Linked DNA regions of Sus scrofa: region 1 is linked to region 2. The links are chromatin contacts, called in public HiChIP or PLAC-seq maps. All regions are on one chromosome and are shown on one strand. Each heading gives the region's core, a stretch centred on a gene start, on an enhancer-like site or on the middle of the called end of the contact. The rest is flanking DNA. Distances are from core to core; before and after follow the strand shown. Region 1 holds the start of DTD1 (D-tyrosyl-tRNA(Tyr) deacylase 1). Region 2 holds the start of DZANK1 (double zinc ribbon and ankyrin repeat-containing protein 1).

Evidence for each region. HiChIP or PLAC-seq counts read pairs in DNA pulled down with a chosen protein or histone mark.
Region 1: a contact with region 2 is called in an H3K27ac HiChIP or PLAC-seq map of alveolar macrophages. The contact joins the promoter of DTD1 here to the promoter of DZANK1 in region 2. A contact is called at or near these places in 2 of 5 promoter capture datasets (fetal liver and liver), 13 of 47 Hi-C or Micro-C datasets (alveolar macrophages, blood, embryonic fibroblasts and 6 more) and 2 of 2 datasets of contacts at active chromatin or transcription factors (alveolar macrophages and skeletal muscle).

Annotation. Positions count from the first base shown.
Region 1 is chr17:26,809,816-26,812,515 of Sscrofa11.1, reverse strand. DTD1 (D-tyrosyl-tRNA(Tyr) deacylase 1) reads right to left here and starts at 1,377. Exons shown (of 6, transcript XM_003134277.6): 1 at 1,146-1,377. The coding sequence starts at 1,188.
Region 2 is chr17:26,717,807-26,720,506 of Sscrofa11.1, reverse strand. DZANK1 (double zinc ribbon and ankyrin repeat-containing protein 1) reads left to right here and starts at 1,299. Exons shown (of 18, transcript XM_021078190.1): 1 at 1,299-1,483. POLR3F (DNA-directed RNA polymerase III subunit RPC6) reads right to left here and starts at 1,168. Exons shown (of 10, transcript XR_002340113.1): 1 at 794-1,168.

The sequences.
Region 1 (2,700 bases), core at 128-2,627, 92 kb before region 2:
GTTGTTTCTTCGGGATTTTGCTGTTTTGGTTTTAGATTTATACTTTCCTGGACACAAAAACACATACTTGGTATGGACTGGCTTGAAGGAAAGGCTATCTAGGATTACCTGAATGAAACAGTATTAGAATTCTGCCAAAAACAAAAAAAACAAAAAACAAAAAACTGGAAGATAATCTAAAATTAGTCATTTAAAATTTCCTGATATCTTTACTATCTTGGCTTGAGTTTTTTAAAACGACTCCCTTCTAGGAAATGTGTGGTGACTGTGAGTTAAAGATCCAGCATTGTCACTGCTGTGCTTACAGCAGTGGCCGCGGGTTCCATCCCTGGCCCAGGAACTTCCTCAAGCTGCGGATGCCACCAAAAAGTAAAAAAAAAAAAACAAACAAACAAAAATATAAACGACTCCGTTCTATCCATTAATCATCTGGACCCCTGATGCTCAAACCAGACTACAGTGATCAACTGATGACTAATGGTTGGGTGGCTTGGTCAACAAGAAACTGGTGGAAAAGAGAAACATCTCATCCTGAATCCTTTAGATTCTGACTGTCCCTTCAGGGCTCGGTGAGGAAGGGGAGTCCTGGGCAGGAACGCGCTGCACCGGGGCTGGGCGCTGGGCACGTGGGCGGACACACGGTCAGAACTCACCCCTACCGACAACTCTTCACAGCTGTGCATCTCACTGGGCGTCAAGCTCCATCAAAACTGGGATATGGAGAAAATGGGCAACAAAAGGAAAATGTCGAGCAGAAGGTTGCAAAATGGGTAGTTCTTGCTCCGGAAATGCTCCCTACATGTTGTTTGTGCAACATTCCACGAAGAACGGGCCACAGAGGTGCTCAGAGGATGCTAGGAGGTTCGGCCACCTGGCACTCAGGACTGAAAGAAACGCTGGTGAAAATAATGAGGCGCGTTCATCGTGAACCCTAAGCGGAAACCCTGCAGCTCGGGCCGCGCCGGGACCCCCCGGGCACGTGGACGGCACCGCAAGCCGGCCGGGGCTGCGCGCCGCCGGGGACCGAGCTCGCGCAGGGCTGCAGCTGCCCCGGGGCGGCGCGGGGGAACCCTCGCGGGGGTGGCCGTGTCGGCCGGGCGCGGGGTCAGGGGCGGCTCCTCCCGGCCCGGCCCCGCCCGACTGACCTGTGACGCTGGCCCGGGTGACGCGCTGCACCACGGCCTTCATGGCGGCGGCTGGGGCGAGCGGGGCGGCGCCGGACGGCTTCCGGCCTCGAGACTCTCCAGGCGGCGCGGCGACAGACGCCCTCTGCGGGTGACACCAGGAAGTGCGCGGGCGGCCCTGCAGGACCCGCTAGTCGGCAGCTCGCCCACGTCGGCCACGCCCACCCACAGGTTGTTCCCGCCGGCGTCGGTCACGCCCACCTGAGCCCTAAGTATAGCCCCGCCCCCGTCATAGGCCCCACCCATTCTCGATCCTGCCCCACCCACAGCTGAGCCACGCCCCAACGCTGGGATCCAGCAACCCCCTTCCCAGTCCCCACCCCCAGCCACACTCACAGGTGCCCTGACAGCAGTTTCTGCACCTGTTTCTTCTCACATCTCGGGCCTAAGAACCAGTCGTAACTAAATCCCAGCTTTGTTGTCCAGACTCCTAATCCTAATTGTGTTTCTCTTTTCATTTTCCACCCCTCAGGCCCCAGACCCTCCCAAATTCTTTTTCCCTTGTCTTCCTGTCTCAGTGGTTCCTCAGAAGCCAGATAGAAGAGGATCTACTGCCTAAAGCAGCCATTTAAGTGTTTCCGTATTCACTTGACTTAGCCATGTCAGGACACTGCAGATACATGACTATGTTACTCTAATCCCTTCTCTAATACTGATGCTTAGTCTCTCTCACAGGATCGTTAAAAGATTTGAATAAAATATACAAGTGCTTAGAAGCTGAAAGGACTGTACAAGTATTACCCTGACAAATTAGTATCACTGATAAAAACAAGCCCCTCTCATGTGTCCCCTTACAGTGTAACAGTACTTGTGGGTGTAGAGTGATGGGGTTTGGAAACAAAATTGGGTCTGCTTGCCCATGTGTAGTAAAGCCGATCTACTGATACCAGGTTGTGGTGAGGGAACGTGCAGTGTTGACTGTAATGGCGCCCTACTAGGAGAACAGGTGTCTCATGCTCAATAACTCCAAACTCCCAGAAAGGTTTCAACCAGGTGGTGGGGAGGGGGGTCACAGGGCATGTGATCAGCTCATGCACAGTTCTCTAGCTGATGGTGAGGAAACAGGGCACCATCACAGGTAACATTATCAATCCTTGGAGTTCCCATCATGGCTCAGCGGTTAACGAACCCGACTAGCATCCATGAGGACTTGGTTTTGATCCCAGGGCCCGATCAGTGGGTTAAGGATCTGGCATTGCCATGAGCTGTGCTGTAGGCTGGCAGCTACAGCTCCAAATGGACCCCTAGCCTGGGAACCTCCATGTGCCTCGGTGTGGCCCTAAAAGACAGACACACAGACAGACACAAACACACACACAATTATCAATCCTTAGGTGCTAGTATGTCTGGAGGCTACTTGCTCAGGATGATCAAGTATTTAATTTCTTCCATTTGGTGGGGGTTTTAGCATCTGTAAAACAACTCAGAAATGTTTATCAGATACTATTATCTGGGTACTATGGGATGAGGGGAGGGCTGTCACAGGAAGGCCCCACAGGGCCCCCCCAGGTTATAA
Region 2 (2,700 bases), core at 50-2,549:
CACGGGTAGAGACCATAAATCTTGTGTGAGACTGTGGGCACCCTAAAGCCTTCACTTAAATACTGCCCTAAAACCTTTTGGCTTAAGTCGCTTCGTAGTCAAAAACTGCGGCCTAACTTTAGCCAAACGTTTTTTTCGTTTGTTTGTTTGTTTTGTTTTTTAAATGGTTTTTAGGGCCGCACCTGCGGCATGTGGAGGTTCCCAGGCTAAGGGTTGAATAGGAGCTACAGCTGCCGGCCTATACCAGAGCCACAGCAACACAGGATCCGAGCCTCATCTGAGAACTACACCACAGCTCACGGCAATGCCGGATCCTTAACCCACTGAGCGAGGCCGGGGATGGAACCCGCAACCTCATGGTTCCCACGGGGATTCATTTCCGCTGCGCCACGACGGGGACTCACAAACGTTCTTTCATGGCAGGTCCCTTAATGACAAGGGCAATCCTGGATCAGAAGGTGTACCCACAAGTACTACTGGGAAAATGCCGAGTCTTCACTCGCAGCGTGGATCACCTTAAAGTGAGCAGGAAGCGCGTTGAGTACAGCTTCCCGAACAGCACCAAGGGCAATTCGGCTACACAAAATTGCAAAATGTCAAACTCTTTTTGAACTTCTTAAGAGTTCTGAATTCTAGGATAGGAAGGAGGGTTCCAGGCCCCGCGATCCCCGCCCAGCCCCCGCTCCGTACATTCACTCAACCTGAGCCCGCGTCTACTAAGGGTCCCGAAAAACGGGTCCAGGGCCTTGCGGGGGCTCCCCAGCCGGAAACCGGGCCTTTCGCACCGATTTACCTGTTTTCGATTTCGACCGGATCTGCATCAGGCGGCTGCACCTTCACCTTTACCTCGGCCATGAGGGTGCAGTTCCCACCCCTTGGGGGAAAGAGATTCTAGAACCGAGGGAAAGGGAACCGGGGAACCAGGGAACGGCGAATATAGCGCCCGGCCGGCGCAAGGGGCCTCCCTCCTCCTGTCGCAGCCGGCCCTTCCTTGATTGACGCCTTGAGGTGGCCAAGCCGTGCCTGCGCCGCCTCACTCGCGCGCTCCCGTACAGCTTCTTATTCCAGCTGTTTTTTTTCCAGAATGATAGTTATCTGTCGGACCAACGAGCCTGGTTCCCCCATTCTAGGTTGGAACGCCACCTTGTAGCAGTCACCAACCTCTGTCAAGGCACGTCCTCGGATGCCTATCATGCAGTCTGACGACAGGAGCTCCAGGCCAGTACCATTCGCCGGACCAAGCGCAGGGGCGGAGCTAGTTGCTAGGAAGCCGAGTTCCCGCCAATCACCGGCCCAGCTGTCAGTGGGCGGGGCGCGACTCGCAGCGTCTGTGGTAACCCGGACTGCAGTGAAGGAGAGGGCGAAGGGCGTTGAGCTGTGGGCTGTCTGCCTGGGGGCGGCGGAGGTACCTCGGGGGGTCCCAATCGGTTCCCGGTGGTCAGAGGAGGAGGAGGAGGATTGCATCCCTCACTCCAGCTGAGAGGTAGCGAGTGTCCTTGACTGCATCTGAAGGGCGGGGATGGGGATCAGACGGGGTTCCAGATCCCGGCGGTGAGGGGCAGTCTGGATGCAGGGATGGGGGTGGGGAATGTTGTTGACGCCACACTGCCATTTGGGCCTAACGGATCGGTTTATTTCTTGATCCCCTACGCTCGGGGCCCACTGGCCTGCCCACTGTCGGCCTTCCAAGGGCAGCTCCTAGTCGCCGCGCGAATTATTCCCTCCGTAGCTGCTTTTATTTTGAGCTAATTGTAAACAATTTTAATTTCAATTGCCTCTCACTTAGATGAAAATGTGAGGATGGGTAATCTCCAGAGCCCAGCCACCTTTCTGGAAGGGTATTTTTGCTCTACTATCTGAATCTGCAATTTACGTTCCTAGCCTCCGACCTGGAATTATCCAACCAGGCGTTAAATTCCCTGCTTGAATTTAATTATCTCACCTTTGGGTTACAGTCTCTGACAATCCTCAAAGCACAGAGATTTTCAGAGCAACATTATTTAGAATAGCAAAAACCAAAACTAAAGAGAAACTAGCAATAGCTTAAATGCCTAATCACAAATTGATAAGATTATGTAAGTACTTGACAAATTGTAAATAATAGCAGGGGTTGCAAGAAATACACTATAAAAATTTAGTTTTTATATAGGTTTTTATTAAGTAAACCTGTGCATCTATTATCATTGAAATTTGAACAGACCTTCTGAGATGTAAATGGTTGCTGCATTAAGGTGTGGTGTTTTTTTTTTTTTTCATGAATCCTTTAGGCATTAAAAATTATGAACCTCCCTGACTCCCAGGGAAAAGATCACTAAGGCTTCCATTCTCATACTTAATTATTTATAAATACAGTAGATGGAGCAGGAGCCTTTTGTGTTTCTTGCTCACTTTTTATATCCATGCCCATTTTCTTCCGGCTGTTGTTCTTCTGAAATGTCTTGGCAAATTTCATATGCAAGATCGAATTGGTGACAACCATAGGGGTTTGAACCTGGAGCTGTCCCCAGAGAGCTGGCTCTAAATTAGCATTTCATGCCACGTACACAGCTATTTCTGTGCTTCTTATGTGCTGACTTGCCCTGTAGCCAAGAGAGGTGGCATACTCATAAGAGACAGGAGAGGATTGTGATGATGCAGGGTTGCTTATGTCAGTTCATCAGTGAAGTCAGTTCATCTGCTCCAATGCATTCATTTAATTTG